Regions from separate parts of the Mus musculus genome. Here regions 1, 2 and 4 are each linked to region 3. A link is a contact called in public Hi-C data. All regions are on one chromosome and are shown on one strand. The core of a region is the stretch at or near the end of the contact, and the rest is flanking DNA. Distances in the headings are between cores, read along the strand shown. Region 1 overlaps Prkce (protein kinase C, epsilon). Region 2 overlaps Prkce (protein kinase C, epsilon). Region 3 overlaps Epas1 (endothelial PAS domain protein 1). Region 4 overlaps Prkce (protein kinase C, epsilon).

Evidence for each region. A called contact is a pair of places that touch in the nucleus more often than the background predicts.
Region 1: a Hi-C map of liver shows a contact between it and region 3, with 4 times the contacts expected there. The contact joins two enhancer-like sites. A contact is called at or near these places in 2 of 484 Hi-C or Micro-C datasets (embryonic stem cells and liver), 4 of 115 datasets of contacts at active chromatin or transcription factors (astrocytes, embryonic fibroblasts and embryonic stem cells) and 1 of 9 other capture datasets (embryonic stem cells).
Region 2: a contact with region 3 is called in a Hi-C map of liver, with 2.5 times the contacts expected there. The contact joins two enhancer-like sites. A contact is called at or near these places in 1 of 15 datasets of contacts at CTCF or cohesin (large pre-B cells), 8 of 484 Hi-C or Micro-C datasets (bone marrow-derived macrophages, embryonic fibroblasts, embryonic stem cells and 2 more) and 6 of 115 datasets of contacts at active chromatin or transcription factors (bone marrow-derived macrophages, extraembryonic endoderm stem cells, hepatocytes and 3 more).
Region 4: a contact with region 3 is called in a Hi-C map of liver, with 1.9 times the contacts expected there. The contact joins two enhancer-like sites. A contact is called at or near these places in 4 of 484 Hi-C or Micro-C datasets (the N1E-115 cell line, bone marrow-derived macrophages, liver and 1 more) and 3 of 115 datasets of contacts at active chromatin or transcription factors (astrocytes and embryonic stem cells).

The regions. Positions count from the first base shown.
Region 1 is chr17:86,592,657-86,595,410 of GRCm38.p6, reverse strand. The region is part of intron 11 of Prkce (protein kinase C, epsilon); the gene reads right to left. Among named protein-coding and RNA genes, the nearest start is that of Gm52297, 76 kb to the left of the region's middle. Within about 2 kb of position 1,385, at least 21 of the 459 cell types and tissues checked have an H3K27ac peak or open chromatin away from gene starts, as enhancers often do. A contact at or near this core is called in liver, where this site is marked.
Region 2 is chr17:86,533,905-86,536,885 of GRCm38.p6, reverse strand. All of the region lies in intron 10 of Prkce (protein kinase C, epsilon), which reads right to left. Among named protein-coding and RNA genes, the nearest start is that of Gm30284, 90 kb to the right of the region's middle. Within about 2 kb of position 1,710, at least 123 of the 459 cell types and tissues checked have an H3K27ac peak or open chromatin away from gene starts, as enhancers often do. A contact at or near this core is called in hepatocytes and liver, where this site is marked.
Region 3 is chr17:86,770,696-86,773,495 of GRCm38.p6, reverse strand. The region is part of intron 1 of Epas1 (endothelial PAS domain protein 1); the gene reads right to left. Among named protein-coding and RNA genes, the nearest start is that of Epas1, 18 kb to the right of the region's middle. Within about 2 kb of position 1,280, at least 12 of the 459 cell types and tissues checked have an H3K27ac peak or open chromatin away from gene starts, as enhancers often do. A contact at or near this core is called in the N1E-115 cell line, hepatocytes and liver, where this site is marked.
Region 4 is chr17:86,617,453-86,620,203 of GRCm38.p6, reverse strand. Prkce (protein kinase C, epsilon) reads right to left here. Exons shown (of 15, transcript NM_011104.3): 12 at 174-312. Among named protein-coding and RNA genes, the nearest start is that of Gm52297, 51 kb to the left of the region's middle. Within about 2 kb of position 1,418, at least 39 of the 459 cell types and tissues checked have an H3K27ac peak or open chromatin away from gene starts, as enhancers often do. A contact at or near this core is called in the N1E-115 cell line and liver, where this site is marked.

The DNA of each region.
Region 1 (2,754 bases), core at 136-2,635, 180 kb after region 3:
AGGGACGTGTTACAGGTGACTTAGATGGCTTGCTTTTCATCATTGCCCGAGTTGGGTTTGTAACTGCCTTCTGGACACAGGCGAAGTGCCAGAGTCACACCAGTAATTCCATTAACACATTAATCAAGGACTTAGAAGATGCTAGTTTTTACAGGGTAGATTAATTATTTTTCTTGGCTTAATATATATATTAATATATAAATATATTATATATTATTATATATAATATATACATTATATAACACACACACACACACATATATATATATATATATATATATATATATATATATATATGGGGGAAAGAGTCTTTTGATTTTTCAAAGATGGTGGTATCCTTTGGGGGGAAAAGAGTTCAATACAGTGTGGAAATGAAATCATAAGATTTCCTGATGGGAGAAAGGAAAGGAGGTGACAGGTACAAGTTTCTGCCTTCTGCCTTCTCTGACTCTTACGGTTCAAAAAGCCTTCCAGAACCTGGTCAGACCCTACAGGACGTGCCCACTTGCAGATCTGGCTGTGTTCCACCTAAGATCCGTGGTGGCAGAGGAGGCCTTTGAAACACAGCAGCTCCCGAAGCCTGGGGAATCACATGATCATAGAACTCGAGGGCTGGAGCCGGGGTTTGCTGCCTTGGCAGTACTGATAGCTTGGGTTGGTAGCTCTCGGTTGTAGTACCCTCAGTATGGATGCGCATCTCCTCCATATCCCAGCTCTGCTAGGTTCCAACAGCCCAAGTCCAGACATTGCCAAACGCTGTCCCTAGTGTTTGAGCACCTCGGTGCTAGAGGACCCATAAGAATTACCTGTTCTCATTGAGAAGTACTGAGTTGAGCATATTTCCTCCAAAGCATGGCAGGTACTTAAGTCAGTTCCACTTTCTACCTGAGCAGGGGAATTGAATTTCCCAAGTCGTTGGCTGTCCTGCCAGGATCTCCTAGAATTTTATGAATGAAGACTTGTGGCCTCACAGGTGGACCCAAGTGAAAACCAGGAAATCTCAACATGGCAAATATGTCGTTCTTAAAGACATAGTGTTATAGGCATTGACGACTCTATGTACACGACAGCAACAGGAAACTGTGAATCCTGAAGCCAAAATTAAAACGTGTTAACTAAGTTGTACCAACAGACTGGGTGGTTGTGTTCATTCTCTCCCTGCTAGCTTCCCTTGGTGAGAATCTAGCACACTTCTTTCCTTCTTTCTCTCTCTTTCTTCCCCTCAATTCTCGGGTAGGGTGTCAAGAAGCCCAGGCTGCCCTTGGACTCCTTATCTGTCTAAGGATGACCTAGAACATCTGCTTTTCCTGCCTTCAACTCCCTAGGGCTGGGATTGCAGGATTATGAAAAGCAGTGCCCAGGACCAAACAGCTTTGTGCGCGGTAGGCGAGCACTTAGCACAGAGCTACACTCCCCAGCCTGAGCCAGACATGTCTGTTCTGTGAGAACATCCAGTGTGCTTCTCAGTCAGGTTTGAAAGCATCTCTCTGCAGGCGTGGCTTTATTTGCTAAGCAGTGATGGATGCTAGGAAAGCAATTGTGAGTAGTGTCCTCTCCCCCAGCACATGATACAAGAAGGCATCACGAGAAAACCTGAACCTGTCCTGGGCAGATCGACTTTTGATGCAAGTTGATAGAATTCTCCAACTTCCAGGGCCAATCGACTAAACTTTGAACCGGTGGCTGTGTATTACACGTGCAGAAATTGTATTGATGAGATTTTAAATGCCTTCCTCTCCTTTCTCATTTTATAAAGTGACATCATTTAGCCAGAATCAAGAATGCCGTAAAAAGTACTAACAATCCAGCTTGTTTCTACTGCTTAGGGGTGTGTGTGTGTGTGTGTGTGTGTGTGTGTGTGTGTGTGTGTGTGTGTGTGTGTGTTTGGTGGGTGTAGCTTTGTTTTTCTTTTTTTTTTTCTTTTTCCCGCCACAAAAATAACAGAAGGAAAGCTGCTACTGTAATCAGCAGCAGCTGAAGGCATTTCCTGCGTTTTTATATCAAGCTGGGTTTTTTTTTTTCCATTACATACCCAGTGAACTCCAGTTAGGTCAAATTGGAGAAAAACAGGACCAACTATGCCTCCAAACCCACAAATATGCCTACTTAGCTCTGCTAATTTTATCATGTTTACTGTGGAGTTTTGAGCCAGAGACAGGAAAACCTCGGGGTGCTACTTGGTCTCCTAGGAGATCGGATCCCGGTACTTCCTCCTCCATCCTGATCCTCCTCATTGCCAGCACCCTAAGGTAGAGTGTTTGCTCTATCTGCAGGTTACTCGAAGGGGAGGGGCTTGGATCAAGTCCTACTTGAGGAGAGGGTCCCAGGTTCCTGGGCTCCTGGGCCAGTGACCAGGCTGGGTCCTAACCTTGTTTTAATGCCTAGCTACCTCCCTAAGAAGGGCAAGGTGTTCTTCCCTGTGCCATCCTTCCATGTCCAGCTTTAGCTAAGGCCACCTTTTTTGGTTTTTCTTCAGAGCCTCCTATTAGGAAGCTCTGAAGCCAGCTTCAAGTGTAGGAACCATGGAGTACTATCTCATTTACCCCTGGCTTTTGTTATTTCAAAGCTTTCCAGAAACCAGTATTGACTCTATATGATGCAAAACAAAAAACAAACAAACAAAACAAAACAAAAAAAAAAACAAAAACCTTGTCAGGTTTCTTCTTTAAAAAAAATATTTATCTGGGGGCTAGAGATATGACTCCATGGTTAAGAGCAGGTACCACTCTATCAGAGGACCAGAGAGGACCAGAA
Region 2 (2,981 bases), core at 461-2,960, 240 kb after region 3:
CTCCGTCATCACCAAATACCTCTTATTAAAGAAAGTATCAGCAGAAGGAAATCTGATTAACTGGTGACTACCAAAGAGTACGGAGTACGGAGGAATGCATCGCTGCGATATAGGCAGCTTCAGTTATCAAAGGAATGAGGCTGAGTCTCTCAGGGAAGTTAATGATTTCCATAGACACTAAAATGTCATTAGCCAGTGGAGAATCTGAGGACCCACGCCTGGGACAGGTATTCACAGAGGAAGGGAAATTCTGTGAAGTCATTACAAATGTATCTCCCGCCCTCTCCCCGGGTTCCTATCGTGAGTTTGATAGGAAAGCGCTGCTCCCGTTCCTACCGAACAGGAATCACCCAGAAGAAAACAGTGAGACCTCAATCGGACCAAACACTTGACAAATTCTTTCTTGTCAGTTTTCAAGATGGTCAGAGTAGCACGGTAGCTGGGCTCTCTATCCTGGGAGCGCGGTTTACTTCTATTTAAAATAAAAACAAACAAACTCGGCCTGTTTCATAGAGCTCCAAACAGCTCTGTCCCCACCGGGTGGGGTTTAGAGCGCAGCTGCAGACACTGTAGTCTGCTTATGAGCTCAGAAATTATTTCAGCGTCTTCGTTTCAAACAGACAAAAGTAGGACCAGACAGGGCAAGCTTCTACGGCTCTGCTTTTTGAGAGCTAGTCCTACTCTTATTTTTCTTCCTGTCTAACTTTAGAATTTTGTATATGAAAGGAAATATTTGCCAATACTGGAAACCAGAAGCTTCAGAGTGTATCCTTCTAGAACGGCACCCGTTTGGTCACCTCGCTCAGTTAAACTATTTTAGGTCTCCAGTCTCCTCTTCCTGCCTGGATGAGTCACAAAGACCCACTTGCCTTGCTAACTACTCTCGCCACCTAGTGGCTGAAATGGTTAACTGCAAGATACTTGGTAAGGTCTGTAGGGAGAAAATTGTTCGCTTTTCTCCATTGGGCATTTTTTTGTTTTGTTTTGTTTTTTGTTTTGTTTGTTTGTTTGTTTTGCTTTTTCGAGACAGGGTTTATCTATGTAGCCTTGGCTGTCCTGGAACTCACTTTGTAGACCAGCCTGGCCTTGAACTCAGAAATCTGCCTGCCTGTACCTCCCAAGTGCTGGGATTAAAGGCGTGAGCCACCACTGCCCGGCCCCTTTAGCCATTCTTAATGTGAATGCTAAGAATCTATCTAGTAAGATGGAGAAACTGCTTGAATATCTATGCATTTTGTTTAAGTGCATAACATGTACATTAATCCTTCAATTTAGTGAAAAGGATACAGGAAATGAAAGGACCTATGGTCAGGAGTGGGAGGGGAAATGCAATCTGCCAGTAAGGAGAGCATTGCTGTGGGTCTCAGAGAACCCCAGGCAGCATCCTTTCCGGCTTTCCCGTTTACTGCTTAGTCCTCAGTTTGTGTCCTGTTTCTAATTCCCAAGCACAGCTTTAGCAATCTAGCGGGACGCTCATGACACACGGCCCGTGGCTTGCAGGAAGAGACTGACTGGATGGAGCAAGCCCATCCATGTGCCAGGAAGACCCACAGGGAGACCACAGCACACTCCCTGGCTCTCAGCCCTGCCTTCCATCTTGTCTTCAGCAGGAGCCTTCGTCTAGCTGGCTCGACTCACGTCCCCAGCCCTCAACAGCACTGTACTCCTAGCAAGGAGTATTTAACTGAAGAGTGAATGGGGGCAAGGTGCCAACAGGACACTCAGGACTGCCAGCCCTGTGCTGAGGTGACCAGGTGGCAGCCCCGATTAGGTGCCAAGGAGGCACTGAAATTTTCTCTAGCATGCATTTTTTTCTTTGTCATTCTGGGTATCAGACCCCGGTGTTCAGGCATGCTGGACAGGTGCTGTCCCATTGAGCTACCCCCCCCCCCCATCCTCAGAGCTAAGCCCAGGCCCCTGTCCACACTAAGCACAGGCTCCAGTACTGAGCTCCACTCCAGCCCGTCTACAGGAACCATTTTAAGGAAGGACTCAGTTTCCATAAACTGACTGAAAGGGCCTCTCTGGGACACTGGGCTAACCACAACATTGGCCAGGGAGGAATCAGAGACAATAAAACAAACTAATTTTTCAAAAACAAAAAACAAAAAAACCAAACAAACAACAACAAAACAAACAAACAAACAAAAAAACAGAATGAAGAGCAAACCATTACAGAAACAAACAAGCAGACCTTCTGTCTGACTGTAAGACTGACAGGTTCATCCGTGAATCCTTGGGTCCCGGGGATGAACACCAGGTAGACACCAGTGAGAGGGTAGAGGGACCCTGGTGAGCCCAAGGTCTTCTGGCTCTGAATCCTCTGCCACAGTGGCCTTCAGGGACCTGGGAGGCAAAGCCATCTTTGTGTGCCTAGCATGAGAGGGCACCACTGATCATAGTGGCTTTCCTGTCTCCCTCCAAAAGTCTCTCAGTCACAGTGACTGTGTGGTCACCTGGGCCATGGTGACTCTGAGACCCACTTCAAGCCTCATCTACAGTGGGTGTCATGACGTATTTGTGAGCAGCAATGATATTCCAGTATAGCAGGCTCCTGGGCTGTTCACACAAAGCTCATGAAGAGGCCAGCCTGTGTGACTTCACACATCATGACTGGAGCAGGAGGGCCTACACTGGTTATCCATTTTGTTAACTTCAGTTCTAAGGGGACTGGAAATACATTTCTGTAATAAACCACTATGTCCTTCAGAGAAAATATATGTTGGACCAAATGGCCCTTCTCTCAACTTCCAATAGTGAATAATTCTGAGCCCAAGAAATGTTCTCATATTCATTAATAAAATATAGAATATGCTGGTGGTTGGGGTGGTGGCACATGCATTTAATCCCAGCACTCAGGAGGCAGAGCAGGGAAATCTCTTGTCAGTTTGAAGCCAGTCTGGTCTACAAAGCAAGTTCCAGACCACTAAGGGTTATATAGTGAAACTCTGTCTCAAAACAAAAGCAAACAAAGAAATGAA
Region 3 (2,800 bases), core at 31-2,530:
CGCACGCAGAGAAGGCTGTGAGCAGCAGGCTTCCGAGGCCACCTCTGAACTTGACTGTGACAGATTAATACACCGTGTACCCTTGGGATGGCAGAAGGTACCCTTGGGATGCTCCAGCCACTGCACTTCTGCCATTGCTGATAAGACAGAGACAGCAGGTGCCTTAGAGGCCCTAGCCACGTTCAAGTTCAAGCTCCATCATCCTTAGCCATTAAGGTGCAAGTCATTTGGCCTCTTTATGTCTTGTTCCCAATTTTCTCCGCATTAGTGTAAAGCACCAAGTTCTCAGCATGTGGACTGAGAACCGGTAATGTCCGCGTCTCCTGGGAACTTGCCAGAAAGGCAAAAAACCCCAGGTTTTGCTTTGGCAACACAGTGAGGAGATCCATCCCCCAGAGGTGTTTGTCGAGCGCTATATAAGGAACGCAGAGCTTCAGTGTGGGTTGCAGAGAGGCTCCTTGAGTGGGCCAGCAGTGTGGTGTGATTATGTATTCTCACACAATGAAAGATGGCCGAAACCAGGAGGAGATGCCGTTAATTGATAGAGTGTCATCTAGCAGGCAGAAGCTCTGTGTTCAATCCCCGATACCACATTAGCTAGGCAAGGTGGTTCACGCCTATGACCCCAGCACCCTGGAGCTGGCAGTAGAAGGATCAGAGGTCCAGGGTCATCCTCAGAGATATATATATGTAGGGCATCTGAGGCCAGCCTGGGTTACGAGACCCTATGTCAACAAACAAACCAGAGACAAAAATAAACAACCCCTCTGAGAACCCAAATAACCACAATACAACCAACCAAACGGCTAAATATGCCAGACCTGTCGGCCACCATAACCCCTGCCCCATTACCACTAAGGAAAAAGAAAACACAATGTAGACTTCTTACAGTGGCCCTAAGCTAAGCCCCTGCACAAAGCAACTGTATTGAATAAGGACCCTGAAGCCTCTTCACTCGTAAGCCGGAGCCCAGGGCCGATGCCTACTCTCAAGGCAGGCTCCCTACTGTACTTTGGTTTGCCACACTTCAGGCACATGAAAAGAGACACTGAGCTGAAAATGGAGACTTGGCTGGGACTCTCCGACTTCACCCAGTGGCTTCAAAATCTCCATCCTCCCTTCCATTAACGAGGGTTCGCTTCAATCTTTCCATTAGCCCACAAACTACTATTAAAAAAGCCATTTATCAAATTAACACGGAGCGCTGCTAAAGTCATCTGCGGGCTCCATGCACTCTGCCACGTAGGAGTTACCATGCCAACAGCTGCTGTGCGTCCACTGTACAGACCTATCAATTGTAACAAAGTCCTGTTTCATAACTCTGACTGCCAATTCAGGTTTCTCGCCCTATCTATCCTGCTTCCCAAACGCACATGTGTGGCCAGAAACCCAGCAAAATCAGGTACTGACCCAGTAAGGAGAGCAATCGCAAAAGCCCCTGGCTAAATCAGTATGTTCTGAAGAATTCTGAAAAGCAGACAAAGGTCGCTGATTCCTCTCTGTAACTCTTAGTTCCATCAGTCCTCAGGAATACAGCATCAAGGAATTTGATGTAATAACAGTCTGGCCAGTAAATCTAGACTAGGGAGTGCAGGCTGAATAAACTGAAGGGGAGACTGCAATTATGCAGATTATTCTAATAGATCGTTTGCAGGCAGCTATCATCAAAATAAGGTAAATCCTTGCAGTCCCCTGGTGCCAAGTTCTGTAGCAAGTTTTTGTTTTAAAAAAGACTCTTGAGCTTTAAAAATAAAGGTATTCAAGCCGAGAGGTATTCTCTTGCTTTTTGACTTAAGTAAAAAGTTTAAGCCAGAGAGTTTAGGAAACAAACAACTTTTCTTTACTAAAAAGTAAAACCTTATAAGCAATTCCCAACGGGAAGTATTAAGTCCAGTCTCAAACAGAGAACTTTGGGATGGAGATATATAATATATACACATATATTATATAAGTATATTGTATGTTACATATATTTATTTAACCAAGTTTCTGATATTTACACACACACACACACACACACACACACACACACACACACACACACTCATTGAGCAGAGGACGTTGCTCATTGGTAGAGCACTTTTCTAGCAATCTGTGAGGCCCTGGGTGCTATCTATCCCCAGTACCAATATGGAGGATGGTTAACCCAGTTTAAAGGAGAAGCAAAGAAAACAGACAGATGCAGGAGACACTCAGATCCAACACAGAAGCATGCTGTGTGTGTTGTCTACTGCAGACTCTCAGGTTGTCAACTTTTAGCAGGTGGCCTGCAAACTCTCATGGCCACCCTGTAGAAAGTACAGTTTCCAGAGGTAAGTCAGAAACCCCGGATCTATGCATGGTTTTGTTTTGTTTTCAATAATCAAACTGGAAGCAGGTCACCATGGACGCTTCCAAGTTCTCATGTCATGCTAACAAGGACAAGGACGGGGAAAGGTCACTTCCTTAAAGATACGGATAGTGCTACAAATTTTCAGAAGGGTGACAGCCAAGTAAAATTTAAATAGAGCCTCCCTGAAATCTTGAGCACTGGAAAGCCAAAGTTAAACTTGCTCTGCCAGCCAGTGGGCTCCTGGCTTAACTCACACACGGCCCTGTGGATAGATGGAGTTTTTTTTCCCCAAAGTGAGACCAGGCCCAGCCCTCAGAGCTGTCATCGAAGCAGCCTTCTCCTGTGTAATCATGGGAATTACTCTAAGCCTACAGAAAGGCTCACACAGGCACCAGCCTTTGATTTTGCAGTTATTTCTGGGACTCCAGAGCATACTGGTCAGAACTTCAGGGGAGACATTGCTTTTCA
Region 4 (2,751 bases), core at 169-2,668, 150 kb after region 3:
CAGAAAAATCATGAAACCATTTCCCTTCCTGTCTCTTACTCCTAGAATCCATCTGGCTTTTGCAGAGTCTTCTCTTGGCATCCTCGGATGACCCCCACATGCACGGCATTGGGTTGTTTCTCTGTTCTGACGCTAAGAGAGAGAAGCTAACTCTGCACGTGGGTGGGCCTTACCTCTGGAGCTATGTAGTCAGGAGTCCCACAGAAGGTGGTAGTTGTCACACCATTCATAATCCCTTCCTTGCACATCCCAAAGTCAGCCAGCTTGCAGTGGCCTTCTGCATCTAGAAGGATGTTGTCCAGTTTCAAATCCCTGCAACACAGGTCAAGGCCACATGGTTAGCCTCATACACACCACAGGGCCTTTCTTGAGTTAGAGAGAAAGAAGCACATACCCTAGGGACATCTCCAGTCAAGGCAATCTTGGAGTAGGTTTTGACCTGCCTCATTAACCTCAGGCTAGGGCCATTTCCCAGCTGGACAACCTTCAACAGCATTTACAATACCTCAGCAAAAGACAGGATCCTGCACAGAATCGGGGCCATATTAGGGTTAGAACTCATATTTAGATCCTTCTGTGAGAAAGGAGGTCTCCTCTGACCTCCATCCTTCACAAGTTAACTAGCTCAGGGGATTCAGGGTCACATATATATAGCATCACTGAATCAGGAAAAAAAATCCACAAGAGTTTGAGCTGCTGAGTTTGAGAGGGGGGAGATGACGGATGGTTGGTGTAGCCAACATCTGTTGATGTATGGCCAACAGCAGTGGCTCTCAGGGTTCGGTGAAAGCTAGCATTTGGACAGACCGTGAAGAGAGCAATCAAAGGAGATGGAAGGTAGAGGCAAAGGGAAAGAGGCCAGAGAACGGGGTTCCTGACCATAGTGAGACAAGACAGCTGTGTCTTTGAGGGACAACTTCAAAGAGTCTGAGATGCTGGAAAGAGGGATTTGAAATCCATACCAAGGGAGGCTGAGCCCTGCCTGCAGGAGCATGGTGCCTGAGCAAGGTCAATCTGGGTGTAACAGGTAAGAGAAATAATCTAGATCCAGATGTTTCTGTATAGGAGAGGTGAGAGTCACAGGAGCGGGCCAGCCTCAATCAAGGTGGTTTCTTTGAGGCCCATTTTAACACACCAGAGTTCTAAGATTTCTTACCTAGAAACCAGGTTGGTAGAAAATAATTTTTCCACCACCCCTGCAAACCCCAGGCCTGGCTCTGTAGAGGAATCTAGACTATGTGGTTGGAGTAACCATTCACATTGTGTCTCCCTCAGCAACTACTCTGGGCTATTGAGGTGAGCCTTGCAAAGAAGGCCTCTTCCCGTACAAGCAGAGGTCAGAAAGGGCCATGCTCATGTGCCTGCTGGCATCTCAACTTGAGAGCTCCAGGCATCCCATGGGACCCAGACTGGAGTGGAGGTGGGGCAGGAAGTGCTTCTGGACCTGCCTGCATTGTATCTGTGACCCTATTTCTGCTTACAGCTGGGATTCCTTGAGAAAGAAGCAATCACATAGAAAAGTGCTGCTCTAAGCAAATACTCCGGAGTTACAGAAGGCACAGTGAGCCCAAACAACTGGGCCACTGCAGCTAGCCACCGACCCCAGCCCTGGCAGCGAGAGGGGGCAAGGCTTGGCTCTGGCTGGGGTGGGAAAGCTGGGCTGAATGCTGGGCTGGGATCCAGGCTGTCAGGGTTTCATCACTGGCTGTGGCATAGCCCTGCTAAAAGTCACCTTGCTGGGCTGGTCCCCTGTCTGTCAGCTCGGGACCACACGCTATGTTTGTGGACTTGTTTGAAGGACCGATGTTTTGAAGTGTGTGAAAGGTGAACATCTTCGGCCACATCCTTTGTGTTAAATTCTTCTCTGTAAGAAGCAGCTTCCTTTATATGGGTTGAGCAAGGGTAATAGTAGTATGTCATGAGTCTAAAGACCCCCCCGAGTCCGCACAAGCCTGGTTCTGATCTGACTCAGGTTCCAGGTGGAGTAGTTTTGGCTCCAGCAGGCACCACCCCTCCTTCTCATAGGCTTCTGGCCAGTTAGGGACAGCCTCTCGTTTCTTCCTGCCTCCTGTTCTTCTTTCTCTAGTCCACTCCTCCCTGGCCTCTTTGCTTCCTGCCCTCTCTTCTCCCTGGGGAAGAAGCTGACCCAGCTGCTGTTGGATATGAGCAAGTCCTATGAGTGCCCTTGGCTATGACCTGGGTTGGCCTTAGCCAAAACACTCCTTCCCACCCTGTAGCCAGTGATGTACGGAGTTCTACCTCTGGCTACTTCCTCCCGTTCCCACTCTGATATCTGAATCTTTGAAAACTCTTAACTTTGCACACAAAACCAAACACAGGAAGGGTGAGTGACTGCTTTCTTTGGGGACAGAAGGTTTAGACAATCAATCCCTGGGAACCAGCCTGGGCTGCCATTAGAAGGCCATTTCTCTGGAGATTTTCAGTCTCACCACAAAGTGTCCATCCCTCTGGGGCAAGCTTGTCTAGTGCAGGGTTGTCAGGAGAAGCTCTGTGTGTGTGTGTGTGTGTGTGTGTGTGTGTGTGTGTGTGTATGTGTGTTGTGTGTGTGGTATGTGTGTGTGTGTTTATGTGTGTTTATGGGGAGGAAGCACTGAAGGACAGTGCTGTCCACACCCCCCTCCCCCGTTTCTTTCCTTCTCCTGTCCAGCAATGACTCCCTCAGACTTGTGGCTTTCCACTTCCCCAGGAGTTTCTCACCTGCAGCTTTTAGTGATATTTCGATGAACCACT